Regions from separate parts of the Mus musculus genome. Here all the other regions are linked to region 4. The links are chromatin contacts, called in public promoter capture Hi-C and targeted proximity ligation maps. All regions are on one chromosome and are shown on one strand. The core of a region is the stretch at or near the end of the contact, and the rest is flanking DNA. Distances in the headings are between cores, read along the strand shown.

Region 1 (2,914 bases), core at 369-2,868, 460 kb after region 4:
GCTATGAGACCCTTGCTTCGCTCAGCTTCTCCAGGTCATGTGGTTCTGCTCCATCCTCCTTCCACCTCTTCTTCCTCTGCCCTTCTTCCCTTACCATTCCTCTCCTCTCTAAAGCCTCCAGCCCCACCTTTTCCTTCCACTGCCCAATCACAGTCTTTAGCCTTTATTGACCAGTTAAAATGGGGAGGAGGTTCATATGAAACCACTTGAGTATGTGATCCACTCCTCTTTGGGGCAGCTCCTTGTGAGGAAGCAAAATTAATATCAGAATACAACCCACAATTTTCTTTTCTTTTCTTTTTGAGATAGGGTTTCTCTGTGTATCTCTGGCTATTCTGGAACTTGAAGACAAGGGTGACCTCTGCCTTTGGAATGTTGGGATTAAAGACATGATCTATCATTCCTGGCTCTTAGAAGATCTGTCTCTTTGTCTCTGTCTCTGTCTCTGTCTCCGTCTCTGCTCCCTTTCCCTGCCCCCACTATGTGTGTGTGTTGTGTGTGTTGTGTGTGTGTGTGTGTGTGTTTCTGCAGAGGCCGAAAGACAGTGCTGAGTCCTCTGGAGCTGGTGGCTGTGAGCTGTTTGACATGTGTGCCAGGCACTGAACTCAGGTCCCTGGGCAGAGCAGCCAGCTCTCTTAAGCACTGAGCCATCATCCTTCCAGCCCTTTAACTGGTCAATAAAGGCTAAAGACTGTGATTGGGCAGTGGAAGGAAAGGTGTGGCTGGAGGCTTTAGAGAGGGGAGGAATGGTAAGGGAAGAAGGGCAGAGGAAGAAGAGGTGGAAGGAGGATGGAGCAGAACCACATGACCTGGAGAAGCGGAAAGAAGCAAGGGTCTCATAGCTGGGGAATAGAGTCGTGTAGTGGTAGATCTGCCTTCTTTTTCACCCATCACACACTGAGTTCCTGGACCCAGGAGATCTAAGGGTGGAGGTGAACACTGGGCCTCTCAGTCCCACTGCAACCCACGTAGCTAGGGAGGCATCAGGCTGTGGGAGCAGTTCCCGAGAGAGGGAAAAGAGACTGTAGCTGGCTAGATGTGTCAGCGAGGCTGGCCAGGATGTGTCAGATATCCTTTCTTACCCAGTGTATAACTAAGAGGCTCACTGTAAGAGCAAACGCATATACAAACCCCCTTGGCAACCATCCTTAAGGTAGTGTATATGTCTTAGCTTAGTCCCTCTTTGCAAAACCTCCTTTTATCACGGTGCAAACTTCCTTCGGTGTCTATGGCTCAGTCCTTTCATTTGTATCTGCTTTTTGGGTTGCTTGGGGGAGTAGACAGGTTAAATCATGGATAATGCTCGGAGGGAGACTCCCAGAAATGCAAGAAACATGTTAGAGTTCTCTCTTGCTGATAAGATTGGTGCCATGTAGCCCATTTCCTCTTCTGTGTGTCCACAACGGCTCTGTCCAATTAGCCTGACCCACTGAGTGGGTCCTGTTCCATTTAAACCCAAGCCCAGGAGGGTTGGAGCTTGTCTAGCAGTTTTTCAGCTCTTTCAAAAGCCCAGACCAAGGACTCCCCTCCCCCATAAACACTTCCGGTCCCCAGGCTCCCAGGAGCCTGCCCTGCTGATCGCAGCGGTGCCAACTCCTGCTCTGGCCAGGAGTGGGATGAGACGCTTATCCTGGGATGAAAGGCTGGCGGGCCTGGGCTGCACCCACAAAGCGCCCCACCCGAGCTGTGAGGACCTCCAGGCACTGGTGTAAACTGAGTCATGGGGGGCAAGGGAGTGAGTCATGGAGCCTGAAAGAGAGCCAAGTGGGGCAAAGCTTGCCTGCGCCTGCGCAGGGGCTGCTTGCCCCACCTCAAAAAGCCATAGCTGTCAGGCCCCCTGGGGTACTTACAGACCGAGATGACCAGGACCATCTGGGGCAATTGAGCCAGACTTTCCCTGTGTGTGTGTACATTTCTGGGCGTGTCTGTGTGTGTCTGTGTGTGTGTGTGTGTGTGTGTGTGTGTGTGTGTGTGTGTGTGCACGTGTGTGTGTATCTCTGTTTCTGGGCATGTGTGTGTGTGTGTGTGGGGGGGCTATGTCTATGTGCATATATGCACACGATGCAAGAGGTGAGCGTCAACACAGGAAAGGGAAGCTTGTTTGGTCAAAAGTCAAAACTCTGGAGAGGTTCTGGCAGGAACTTCACTGCCCTCTCCTGGCCTCTGAACGTTTGGCTGACTTATTTTATTTTATTTTATTGTGGCAGCCAGTTTTCTCTCCCTTCAGGAGCCGCAGAGGAGGCCTGGTATGGGACTTGGCTATCCTCCAGGGTGCCTGACAGGCATAGCTGGGCCCAATGGTAGAAACCAATCAGACTTAATCTTAAAGAGGCTTCTGCCTCTGCGAGCTAGGATTGCTGGGGGACCAGAGACAGAATGCCCTGATGCCCTGATGTAGGAGGCATCCTTAGGAGCTGGGCAGGCCACTAGAGCATCTGTAGTCTTGGCTCTGTCCAGTTTTTACTTTCTTGTTTGTTTTGAGACAGGATATCATGTGGCCTAGACTGGCCTCACACTGCTGTGTAACTGAAGTTGAATTTGAACTCCTAACCTTTCTGCCTCAGCCTCTCGGGTGCCTGACTCCACTTTGACCATCTTAGCATCTTTTAATCTCATTTTTCATCAATAAAAGGAGTGCTGTGTGGGGTGGAGAGAGCTAAGGAATATAAGGTACCCAGTGTTTGCCTGTGCAGAGCAGGCCTGTATAAGTGTTTGCTCTTACGATGAGCCTTGCTTGTTTCGTTCATAAAATAGACAAGAAAGGATACCTGAGCTGTCCTGTCCAGACTTCATTCCAGTTGCAATCTCTAGTTTCCTTTCTTGAAAAGCTGTCCCCACAAACCTGCTCCCTGCCCTCTCATCCTTCTGCCTAACTCAGGTATACTATCCCCTCCTAGGAGGCCACTGGCCAAAG
Region 2 (2,966 bases), core at 56-2,555, 450 kb before region 4:
GCTGCTTCCGGCAACAGAACTGGGGGGCCCCCTCCTGCTAGGACCTCCACCCCCTGAGTCAGCCCATCCCAAGGTCCCAATCTCCCACTGGCCAGATGTGTTGGGCCCACACTCCTGAGGATTCCAAAATGGGTGCTGCCTATGAGCCCCATACCTTCAGTGCCTCCCGGCAAACATAGGCAATCTGCCGTTCTTCCAGGGGCCCAGTGGCTGAAACATACAGAATGGGGGCTGAAGAGAAAGAGCCTGAGGGATATGCTGACCCTCCCTACCCACCCTGCAGAGTGGGGAGCAGCAGGCACCACTACAGCAAAGTGATGTTAGCCAAATTTCTTCCAGACTCAGGCTGGGAAACTGAGCCCAGAGGAGGATAGTATTTCTCTCAAGGTCACACAGCCAGTCAGAAGCTAAGAGGAGTCCAAGTGCAGCCAGAAGGATGCCTTCCTACCCCTATGTTGGGATCGGGAAAGGCCATGTCCATGGAGTCTGGATCTCACCGTGGTAAATCTCCTGCAGTGACCCTCCTCCACAGAACTCCATACAGATCCACAATCGGTCATTCCTGGGGAGACAGAGAGCTGGGGTGGCACAATGCAAGGCACAAGAGGGTAAGAGGATAAACAACCTCACCTGAGGTAGCTGCCGATGTAGGCCACGACATTGGGGTGGCGGCATTCACGAAGGATGGTGATTTCCTGCTGAAGAGAGCTGATGTCGTCCCCTGGGGAGCACAAGGCATTATGGGGGGGGGGGGGGAACGAATAGCCTAGACTCTGTCCCTATGTGCAAAATGAGCATAGAGTATTTCTCTCCTTGCCGAGCAGGTGCCAAACCTTAGTTTCTCCTGGGGTCGGCTTCACGGGGGGGTCTAGAAAATGTTAACTCTCTGCCCCCGCCAGCTCACCCGCCCGCCTCCCAGGAGCACAGAGGCCCCACCCGGGCCCACACCTGGGTCTAGCTTGACGATCTTCACCGCGGCCAGTTCGGACGTGACGGTGTCACGGGCCTAGGGGCGAGAAGCGGGGTGAGGAGGGGGCGGGGCCGGGGTTCCCGCGGCGGGACGTGAAGATGCACCCTCCTCCTGCGCTCCCGCCCGTCCCGCAGCCCCGCTCAGCGCACCTTGTAAACGTCGCCATAGGTCCCGGCCCCCACACGCTGTAGCAGCTCGAAGCGGTCCCGCGGATCCTGCAGCGACACGTCCCGCAACAGCGCCATGGCCCGGCGCCGGACCCGCCGGCGGGCGCAAGCTGCGGAGCCGGCGCGGAGCGGCGCGGGGTGGGGCGGGGCGAAGCGAGCGGGCAGGCAGGGGCAGCGCCGAGACTCGGAGGCCGTAGGGGCGGGGCCAGCCCGGGGCGGGGCCAGCCCGGGGCTGCCCCGCCGCCCGCCTGGCCGAGAGGAGGCGCCCTGGTTGCGCGGGGAAGTCCCAGAAGCAGGGGCGGAGCTTAGGTACCCCTCCCAATTCTCGCCGCGCTACAGGTGCAGAGCATAAAGTTCAAAATCCTAAAACAGCAAAAGCAGATATCCACTCCCGCCCCATCCCCGATTTCTCAGATGAAACACATACATACATCTCTCTTTTTTCTTAACAAAATGCATTTATCTTTCTTGGAACTGAAAAATAAATCTATGTACAAAACAGGAAGAGGCTGGCCCTCCCCCACCCCGTGCAGATTTCCTCCTGGGACCTCAGGGAGGTTCCCAGAGGGCTGGAAGAGGTCCTGCTCTGTTCTTGCGCCAGTTTGGTCAGGAAGGGGGCGAGGCTCAGTATTCACAGATAAGAGTCGGAGCTTCATGTCCTGTACTCAGGGGCTAGGGAGACGAGGAAGATTTCCAAATTCGGGCAGCAATATGTAAGTTCTTTGGGGTAAGGGATTTGGATTCCCAAAGGATGGAACTCTATATAAAGTGCGGAAATCTACCCCTAGGGACTGAATGGTCCTTGGTTTCCAGGTAGCAACTGTGCTCTGGGGCTAAGGTCAATCTAGCCCCCAAGTGGGAGGAATGCCCTACTGTTCAGGCGTGACTTGGGCTCCTGTCATGGTCCACTGAATTTCGGGGGATTGGACCTACAATGAGGTTCCAATTGGCCGGCTGGTGGGGATGACACCTACATTCTAAGAACTGAGCCAGGGCTCTGGGGCCTGAAGAGGGGCTAAATGAAGGCTCCTAGTCACTGCAGGACAGCTCTGGGTCCCCTAGGACTGAGGGCGGAGTCTAGGCTTGAATTAGAGGATGAGGGTGAAGCCTGCTGGGAGTGAGGGCAGGCCTGGGGCCTTGCCACAGAATCAGAGTTCAGAGGCCCTTGCGCTGCCGCTTTAGGAAAGAGAGTGTGTAGTCGCTGGGTGTGGACACTTTCTGTTTCTTCATCTGCACTTGCGACTGTGCCGTGAGTTGCAGCTTGATGGCGCTCGAGTTGATCTTGGTGGCCACCAGTAGCTCCTTCATGCCTTTCATCTTCTCACTCTGGAAAGTGAGCACTGGGCCCTCTGGGGGTGGCGATGCTGCAGGTGCTGGAGCCTGAGCAGCATTGCCGACTTCCTGGCCACCGCGGGTAGTACCTGGGACAGTCCCTGACGTTTTCCTAGGTGGTCCCGACCCTGCACTTTGTCCTGAGCCCGGGCCCTTGTCCAATGCAGGCTTCTTGGGTGGTGGTGGCTCCTCAGGCTTGGACTCTCTTCGGGGACCACGCCGACGGCCTTCTCGGGCTTCATCCCCCCATGGTTCTTCAGCCTCGGCCGCCTCTGCTTCCCGGCTAACTATGTGCACCTTCTGCCGCACCTGAGCAAAAGCGCAAGCCAAGTGAAAGGCTGAGGATCATCCGTGGGACCTCTAGGCTCAGCTCCTGGCCACCCCTCTAGCAGTGTCCTCTCATCTGTACTCATACACATGCAATGTAACCTCACTCCCCTACAACTACTGTCACCACCTGTAGTTCCCATGCCCTGGATAGGCCCCTCTCACCTGTC
Region 3 (2,910 bases), core at 217-2,716, 350 kb before region 4:
GCCCTGGACAGCCCCCCCTCCCAAAAAAAAAAGAAACAAGAGAGTGGACTGAGAAGGCATTCTGGCTGAAAGCAAAAAAAAAAAAAAAGGGAACACCCAGATGTTGGATATTTTTCTGAGCGGTTTAAGAGGCGAAGGTCAGACACCTCTTATACCAGGCCATTAGAAGATGCCACCATCTCTTCAACCCATATTTGTTCCCAAAGGCATGGCTCACCTCTAGCTCTTTCTAAGTGAAGCTGCAGACCCATAGGCCAGCTAGAAAAGAGAAAGAGGCCAGCCCTGCCACATGCCCATTCTACTGCTCTTGGAGCTAGGATGACCCCATACCAGCCCTTAGCTGGAGCCTCTAATTGGTGGCTCCTTGGCTACTCCCAGCCATCAGCTGTGAGTCAATGCCCCTCACCTGCCACCCCCAGCCTCCTGCTCAACTCCATACCCTAGGCCTCAGACCTCCTGAGCATCAGGCCCAGCTTCTCCTCCCATCCCCCACCCCAGCTAGCCTGAAGCTAAACCTCTACACCTCTCCTGGAGGGCTGCCCTCCAGGTAGAGATGCCAGAGACCAAGTCCTTCCCTAAACCCAAGCTAGGCCCCTCCCACTCTCCCAAAAGCAGGAAGTAGAGAGCAGCAACAGTCACACGAGGTGTGGATCAACACAGAAGGCAGTGACGCTGTTGTTGACATCCACATCCGGGGGCGATCTCCACCCCTTATGCCCAGGATCATGGGGTGAGGAGGTCAGGACACATCTTTCTACAGGTGCCCCTGGCAGGGCTCTTAACACCCCCAAAGCCTCCCTGACTACCCTAGTTCCAGCTCTTGTTACTGCCTGGCTCCCCACAACATCTCTCTGCTCCCCTAGCTCCCGGGAATCCCCTTCCCCAAGCAGCTCTCCCAAACTCCGTATGATGATGGTGACATTTTTTTTTTTAAAGTAACACCTCACTTCCTAGTCTGTCTCTCCTAGAGAGGTGAAGACAGAGACTTCTCTCCTAGCTTCTGGTTAAGTGGTGACGGGCCAGCCAGGGGGCCTGGCGGAGGCGGTCGAGACCCACTGGCCTCTCCAAACACGGTGCCTGTCCTCCAGCCCAAACCTTCCGCGAGGACCCTTCGCTGGCCCGTGCTCCCTCTCTCCACACCATCCCACCTCTGCCCTGCCTCCTCACCCAGGTTTCCAGGTGAATATCCCGCAGGGCAACGCTGCCCTTGTACAGATCCAGGCTGAGCTGGTCCAGGCTGAGGTGCTCCTGAAAGAAGTGACCCAAGTAGTGCTGTAGCAAGTAGCGGCAGACACGCTCTTTCACACAGTTCGACCATGGCCACAGCCATCGTGACATCTCGGGGACCGCCGGGCCCGAGCCGCTTCCGCTGGCCGACAGCCGGCGATCTCGGTCCGGCTGTGCTGTTCACTAGAGCCCCCGGTTCGCCCCGCCGCTTCTCTCAGCGCCAGGCCGCGCCCCCGGACGCCCAACCACGCCCCCACGCTCGCTGCCATTGGTCATTGCGAAGGGCGAGGCCCACTGATTGGCCGCGGGAGGCGGAGCCTTGAAGAGCGAAAAAGGGACTGGGCTCTTTGCGAGATGAAATGCTCCCAATCGTAGTTTACGCTTGCGCGTAAATTCTGAGTGGGAGGACCTTTAACCTCCTTGCTTCAAGCTGCGGAAAGGCTGCAACCGTAGGGCGACAGTCCGGGCCAGGAAGAGTGCGCATGTGCCGATTTGTCCAACTTTTTTTTTTTTTTTTTAGGTGATTGGGAAGAATTTAAAGGAACAGTGACTCACCCAATTTGTAGACAAGCTTATCAGAGGAGTAAAGTCAGTGCGAATTTTGCAGTCTATCTTTTGGCAACAAATGCACATTTGCACTTTTATAAAACTTTTTTTTTTTTTTTTTTGGAGACAAGCTTTTCTGTATTTGGCGGTTCTGAAACTCACACTGTAGTCCAGGCTGGCCTTGAACTCATAGGATCCTCCTGCCTCTGCCTCTCTATGATGGAATTTAAGGCGTGCATACATCATCACGCCCAGCCCTATGAAACTTGCTTTAGTCCTTTATCTTTTTTCATTTGCTTATTTGTTATTTTATCTATTTACATTTCTGTTTGTATGTTTTTCGAGACAGGGTTTCTCTGTGTATCCCTGGCTGTCCTAGAACTCACTCTGTAGACCAGGCTGGCCTCTAAAGCCTGCCTCTGCCTCCCAAGTGCTGGCGTTAAAGGCGTGCACCACCACTGCCAGGCATCTATTTACATTTCAAATGTTATTCCTCCCAGTTTGCCTCCACAAAACCCCTCTCCCCACTCCTCCTAGCCGCTTATCTTATCCATTATTGTTAACAACTCCCTAAAAAGGCACTATTTGTTTCCACTTTTTTTTTTCTTTCTTCTTCCTTGTTCTTTCCTTTTTTTGTTTTTTGTTTTTTCCGAGACAAAGTTTCTCTGTGTAGCCTGGCTGTCCTGGAACGCTCTGTAGACCAGGCTATCCTTGAAATCAGAGATGCATCTGCCTGTGCTTCTAAAATCTGGGATTGAAGGCACACACACACACACACCCATTTCTCTCTTTTTAAAAATTCTGTCAGGTCCCCAAGAAATTCCTTTTCCCAAATTCAGACATTTAGACAAAAGTGAGGATTCCCTCAGGGACATACACCAAGCCAGTCTTTGAATTCCAGGCTAGCCTAGTCTACAGAGGGAGTTCCAGAACAGCCAAGGTTACACAGAGAAACCCGGTCCTGCAGGGTGGGGTGGGGTGGAGTGGGGGATGATAGTTCCTACTTGCTAAGAGGAGCCATTCTGCTTATCTCTGGCAAAAGGGACTATGACTCACATCAATGAGAGTCTTTGGTGCCTAATGTATATCTATCAAGGTCCATGCTAACCTCTTGGGCTACCTGAGTCCCTACTCATA
Region 4 (2,879 bases), core at 45-2,544:
TTATTTATTGGCATCGTACCCCTGTCCAAGACAAGCACTTTGACTGTGAACCTGACCACCTGAATTTTGTCCCTGCATCCCAGATAAGGAGCTGGATGATGTGTGTTATTCCAGCACTCTTTTTTTTAAATTTATTTATTATATGTAAGTACACTGCAGCTATCTTCAGACACACCAGTCAGATCTCCTTAAGGATGGTTGTGAGCCACCATGTGGTTGCTGGGACTTGTACTCAGGACCTTCAGAAGAGCAGTCGGGTGCTCTTACCCGCTGAGCCATCTCACCAGCCCTTATTCCAGCACTCTTAGAGGGACATGGAAGTCAGAGACAGAATCTGCAGGAAGCTTAACATCCAACTGGGAGTATGCTACACAGCAAAGCCCTGCCTCAACAAGGAAGGGAACCCCTCCCAAACCTCTCTAGCTAAATACTTATATATCGACTGAAGTGTGCTCAGATTTTCCTAGAGCACCCTGAGGTCACTGTTGCCAGAGAAAGCTGAGCCCTGGCCTGCTACTGCACAGAGTTGTCTGGACTATGCACTGCCTGTTCTGCTATGTAGGCCAGGAGTACAGGGAGTCAGGCACTAATCCTTAGCAACTGAGTAGTCTTGAGGGCCAAAAAAGAAATGTGCAGATGAGACCACTAAAATAGATTTAAGAGAAAATATTTGGTTCGCAGGAGACGACACTTGGAGAGACTGACAGCATCCAGTGGTAAATGGATAGGCTCAAAACCTATGAAAAAGTGGGGTCCTGGCTGTTTAGGGGCAGGGAGGGCTAAGTTATCTACACCTAGTTACAAAGGAGGGAAGTGACTAACAGGAATTTAGATCTTGCCGTGACCCACCAAAACTGGTTAAAAAAAAAAATGTCCTTTCTTGCCACCGGTGTATTTTGTAGGCCGTTGGCAAGACCAGAGGCCAGCGCTGTCCATGGTAACTCTTTTGTGACTAAAAGCTTACATTCATTCATTTTCTCCTTTCATCTTGTTTCCAAAACAAATCCTGGAGGGCCGGTATCCCAGTTAGGTACCACGTAGGGATGGGGTCGAAATCACCTGGGTGGCTGTCAAGGCACGCCGGCTGGTCGACAAGTGATAGGCACTAAGGCCGGTTCTTCCCGCCAGACCCCTCCACTCAGGAAGCTCCTCCTCCGGAGGGCTGACAAACCGCCACTTCCACAGCATCCAATCAGATGTAACTGGAGGCGGGACAAGTTGCCGCTGATGGCTAATCAGTTTGTTAGGGCGGGGCTGCGGAGGGGCCGCGACGAGGTTTTCCCAGCCTTGAGAGACCCGGGTGAGGGCTGTGCGCGCTCTGCGCGCGCCCGCTCCAGAGCAGCCTCTCGGCGCGCTCTGTCCTCGGGTCGCGGCGCCCGTCACTCTCTGGTTCTGCTGAGGCCCAGGAACCTGGCTGGGGCAGGGACTGGAGGCGCGGGACGGCGCCTGGAGGTGGGTGCGGAGCGGGAGGCCCTGTAGCCGGGTGGGCGGGCGGGCTGGGGTCGACGCCTGTGTCCGTCCAGCCGACTGACGAGGGGTCAACTCAGCGAACCAGGGCGCAGAGCCCAGCGCTCGAGCCGCCTGCTTCCTGGCCGGTGCTCCCTTCTCTCTGATATCACTCCAGGCTATCACTGGGCAGAGGACACTTCTTCCCTTTTGCCCTCATCCTCCTCACCCTGTCTCCCTTTGTCGTCTTGGCATCTTCACTCTCCTGGTTGAACCGTTGGGTAGCTTTACCACCCCGCCTTGCCAGCGCCGAATTGTACTAGCGCCTTCAGACACCATCCATCTGGCTTTGTCATCTGTACCATCTCACCTGTTCATCTCGACTCTGTCCGTTCAGTCTACCACCTGCCTTCAGCCATCAAAATTCAACCTAGGTCCTCCTCCTCCTCATCTCCTCTCAGGGGACTCCTCCCTGGCACCCTGAATGTCCCCTACACCTGCCCCGCTCAGCCTCAGCCCCAGGCCTCTCCTTGTTTTTGCTCCTTTGTTGTCCCTGCAGCTGTCTCCTGGTTGTCTTTACAGCTGTGCTTTAGCCTCTATTCATCCTTCCACCCCATCAATACCAAACCCCAGCCCAGAATTCTCTCCACTTCGGACCAGAAACACTCGACTCTGCCAGCTCTCTTCTGGGTCTAGCCCTCTCCTCCCACAGCCTGGCCATCTCATGTCTCTTTCAGCTGGCCTGGTCTCCTCCAGCTTTCTGCATTCCAGAGAATTGCTCTGGCTTCAGGGGTCCCGACCTCTTCTGTTCTTCTTGCTCTCAGCCATTGGCACGCTCTCCTACTTTTCTTCCCCCAGCAGCTTCCCAGGGAGTCATGGAGCTGAACACCAAGAAGAAGCTTCACGCCCTGTCCCTGGCTGAGAAGATCCAGGTGCTGGAACTCTTGGATGAGTCTAAGATGTCCCAGTCAGAGGTGGCCCGGCGCTTCCAGGTCTCACAGCCCCAGATCTCACGGATCTGCAAGAATAAGGAGAAGCTGTTGGCAGACTGGTGCAGTGGCACAGCCAACCACGAGCGGAAGCGGAAGCGTGAATCCAAATACAGTGGGATCGATGAGGCTCTACTGTGCTGGTACCACATTGCCCGAGCCAAGGCCTGGGATGTAACGGGGCCCATGTTGCTCCACAAGGCCAAGGAACTGGCCGATATCATGGGCCAGGATTTCGTGCCTAGCATTGGCTGGCTGGTCCGCTGGAAACGTCGAAACAATGTGGGCTTTGGGACTCGCCAGGTCCTTGTCCCTCTGTTCCCTCCTGAAGCTCCTCCTGCAGTTCTCCCATCTCAGGCCCAGCCACCTCTTTCTCTTAAAGACTTCTCACCAGAAGATGTTTTTGGCTGTGCTGAAGTACCCTTGTTGTATCGCGCGGTGCCT
Region 5 (2,820 bases), core at 112-2,611, 270 kb before region 4:
ACCTGTGTATGCATGTGAGTGTCTGTACCCTTGGAAACCAGAAGCAGGTGTTAAGTCCCCTGGAGCTGGAGTTACAGGTGATTTGGTTGTGAGCTGCCCCGTGAAGGTGTTGGGAACCAATCTCGGGTCCTCTCCAAGAGCAGTGAGCATTCCTAACTGGCCCCCACCTAGTTTGTTTGTTTGTTTGTTGTTTGTTTGTGAGATATAGTCTCTCACTGGTCTGGGACTCACCAGTAAGACTGGGCTGCCTGGTCAGCAAGCGCCCCTCTCCCAGGGCTGGGCTTACAGGTGCTTGCCACCTAACCAGGTGCTTTATGGATGCTAGGGACCAAGCTCAGGTCTTTAGGCTTCCGAGACAAGTACTTCACTGACTATGCTATCTCCCCATCCCTTCAACAAACATTTATTAAACATCTACTATGCACCAGGCACAAAACTAGAAGGGCACAGAAGTGGGAAAAAGAAGAAGAAAAAGGAGGAGTAGGAAGAGGAGACAAAACAAACAAATAAAATTAGGCAAAATGGCAAGATGTAATGGAAGGATTAGTTCAGGCCAGACTTGGCTACATAGTGAGTTTGAAGCCAGCCTGGGATACACGAGATCTTTCCTCAAAGCAGGAATGTCACCTACCTGGCACAGAAGAGATCTACAAGACTCCATGCTCACTCACAGGGCAGTGGGGCGGCTGCCTAGAACTGATGGAGATTCCATTGGGCAGAGAGGACTGCTCCTGAGAGCTCTGAGCCCTCCAACCCCGGGGACCACAAAACTTAAATGGAACTTGAAGTCAAATGCCTAGAGCGGGACCCTGTCTCTGTCACTCCACCTCAGGCAAGACTCCAGCCACTCTGGCTGAGGACTCTGCATGTCCCTTGGATTGTGGCTATATCCTCCTCAGGGCAAACTTCAGACCAGAATAGAGGCTGGAGAAAGACAGAGTCAGCGAGGAAAGAAGGCAGCTGTGATTTGGGAGACTAGAGAGAGAAGGGAAGGATCTGGGAAACGCTGCAAGGTGAGAGCAAATGGATTGCGAGGAAGCAGTACGCACGCATGCAGGGTCCAAGTTCAAAGCTGGAGACTGGTCTGCAGTGTGAGCGCCAGGAAGTCATTCCAGTGCCCAGGAGGAACTAAACCGTGAGATGGGAGTGTGCAGCCCAGTTCCCAGGTCACACAGATCATGGTGACCTTACTGCAGCCTTCCTTGTCTCTCTCCATAGCGTTTCTTTCCTAGTCCCCTGTACTCACTGTCTCAGTCAGCAGCTCGCTACTCCCACAGAGTTGCATGGCTTAGGCAAGGGGAAAAGAGGTTCAGTCTGGTCCTGGATGTCCCCTCAGCAGCTGTCCCCTCCCAGTGACCTATGGAGGCCCAAGGAAGTGGTGGCTCTTTAAATCCCCAGTGGCCACTCCGCCCCTAGCACACCCAGTTTCAGTTTCTCCTAAAACCATGGGCTGCCCAGAATCCCTGGCTCTTGCTCGCTCACGCTCACTCACGTGGGTGGAACTTCCTAACAAGAGCAGCCTTCCGGTTAGGCCCCTTCTCTAGAAGAAGGATGGTGGAGGGTAGATGGGAGCAGTTAACAAGACCGTATCCTGGAGAGGGCTGGCAGGATGCCAGGGACAGAACCTAGAGGAAAAGCGGGGTTGGGGTGGGGTGCGTGAAGGAGCCCCCATAGTCTCTGAGAAAGTCCAGGTTCACAGTCCACACTGGAGCTGTGCAGCTTTGAGAAGGTGATTCACCTTCTCTGAACTTTGGTTTCCTTATCTATGAAGGGTATGGGTAGGGTGGAGCAAATTTCCAGGCCTGCGGCTGGGTGTGCCTGGTGTGGTACTTGCACTGGAGAAGCAGAGGCAGGAGAATCATTCATGAGTTTGAAGCCAACCTGGGCTACATAGTAAGAACTAAAAATTCTCAAAATATAAAAGTTCCCAGGCATAACAAAAGAACTGTGACAACACGACCACTCCAAACTCTCTGAGACCGATGTTGGACTCATGCAAAAAATCAACAATCAGAGCTGGCGTGATAGTGCTCGTGACTGCACGAACCTCCAAATCTCAGGACTCAGAGGCAGAGCCCAGCAGGTATCTGAGTTAAAGGCCAGCCTGGTCTACAGAGTAAGTTACAGGACAACCAGGGCTAAATGATGAGACCCTGTCCCACTGATGATGAAGAATTTAAACTTTTTAAATTTAATTTATGCATACCAGTGTTTTGCTTGCATGTATGTCTCTGCCCTACATATATGCCCCGTGTCCTCAGAGGCCAAAAGAGGGCACTGGAGCCCCTGGAACTAGAGTTTCAGATATTTATAAGCAAAAATGTAGGCGCTAGAAACTGAACCTGGATCTTCTGGAAGAATAGCCAGTGCTCTTAATCGCTGAGTCATCTCTCAAGCCCACAAAATAAAACTTTTAAAGGAATCTTTATGTCCAAGTTTATATTTAAAAAACAAAAAGTGCTAAATCTGGGCACAGTGGCAGATGCCTATAATCCTTGGGAAATGGAGGCAAGAGGACCAGAAGGACAAGGCAGTTTATGGCTACACAGAATTGGGGTCTAGCCTGGGTTAGAAGAGACGGTGTCTCTTAATAAATAAGTAAAGTAAATAAAAATAAAAAGACTGCAATTGATTAGTAGTGTCTGCCATGTCGTGATGTCTGTAATGACCAGAGTTATGCAACACAGGAATCTTTTGCCATCTCTAGAACTGGTCCTGAAGCCAGCTTGAGCCTTAAGAGATGAGCCCTGGTGCTCTGCCCACCAAATTTATCATCCATACCTTCTGTGTGTGATCCCTTTGCTGTGGATGATAAAGTCA

The links. Promoter capture Hi-C pulls out the DNA fragments that hold promoters and counts their contacts.
Region 1: a contact with region 4 is called in a promoter capture Hi-C map of pre-B cells, with 2.1 times the contacts expected there. A contact is called at or near these places in 3 of 39 promoter capture datasets (frontonasal cranial neural crest, liver and pre-B cells) and 1 of 130 datasets of targeted methods (bone marrow-derived macrophages).
Region 2: a contact with region 4 is called in a promoter capture Hi-C map of embryonic stem cells, with 2.7 times the contacts expected there. A contact is called at or near these places in 13 of 39 promoter capture datasets (the 3T3-L1 cell line, the HPC-7 cell line, cranial neural crest and 9 more), 3 of 130 datasets of targeted methods (astrocytes, craniofacial prominence and embryonic limb bud) and 1 of 9 other capture datasets (liver).
Region 3: a targeted proximity ligation map of pancreatic cancer cells shows a contact between it and region 4. A contact is called at or near these places in 9 of 39 promoter capture datasets (the C10 cell line, the SN4741 cell line, cranial neural crest and 6 more), 1 of 484 Hi-C or Micro-C datasets (pre-B cells), 3 of 130 datasets of targeted methods (embryonic stem cells, memory CD8 T cells and pancreatic cancer cells) and 3 of 9 other capture datasets (adipose tissue, liver and pancreatic islet).
Region 5: a promoter capture Hi-C map of neutrophils shows a contact between it and region 4, with 2.3 times the contacts expected there. A contact is called at or near these places in 2 of 39 promoter capture datasets (liver and neutrophils) and 1 of 130 datasets of targeted methods (bone marrow-derived macrophages).

What each region holds. Positions count from the first base shown.
Region 1 is chr19:5,432,370-5,435,283 of GRCm38.p6, reverse strand. No RefSeq gene overlaps it. Among named protein-coding and RNA genes, the nearest start is that of AI837181, 8.7 kb to the right of the region's middle.
Region 2 is chr19:6,339,499-6,342,464 of GRCm38.p6, reverse strand. It overlaps Map4k2 (mitogen-activated protein kinase kinase kinase kinase 2), which reads right to left and starts at 1,305. Exons shown (of 32, transcript NM_009006.3): 1 at 1,120-1,305; 2 at 949-1,006; 3 at 631-721; 4 at 498-562; 5 at 155-210. The coding sequence starts at 1,215. It overlaps Men1 (multiple endocrine neoplasia 1), which reads right to left. Exons shown (of 10, transcript NM_001168489.1): 9 at 2,962-2,966; 10 at 1,571-2,778. The coding sequence ends at 2,293.
Region 3 is chr19:6,240,224-6,243,133 of GRCm38.p6, reverse strand. Atg2a (autophagy related 2A) reads right to left here and starts at 1,466. Exons shown (of 40, transcript NM_194348.3): 1 at 1,168-1,466. The coding sequence starts at 1,338.
Region 4 is chr19:5,892,543-5,895,421 of GRCm38.p6, reverse strand. It overlaps Tigd3 (tigger transposable element derived 3), which reads left to right and starts at 1,294. Exons shown (of 2, transcript NM_001362045.1): 1 at 1,294-1,452; 2 at 2,305-2,879. The coding sequence starts at 2,322.
Region 5 is chr19:6,162,980-6,165,799 of GRCm38.p6, reverse strand. Batf2 (basic leucine zipper transcription factor, ATF-like 2) reads right to left here and starts at 1,361. Exons shown (of 3, transcript NM_028967.2): 1 at 1,247-1,361. The coding sequence starts at 1,285.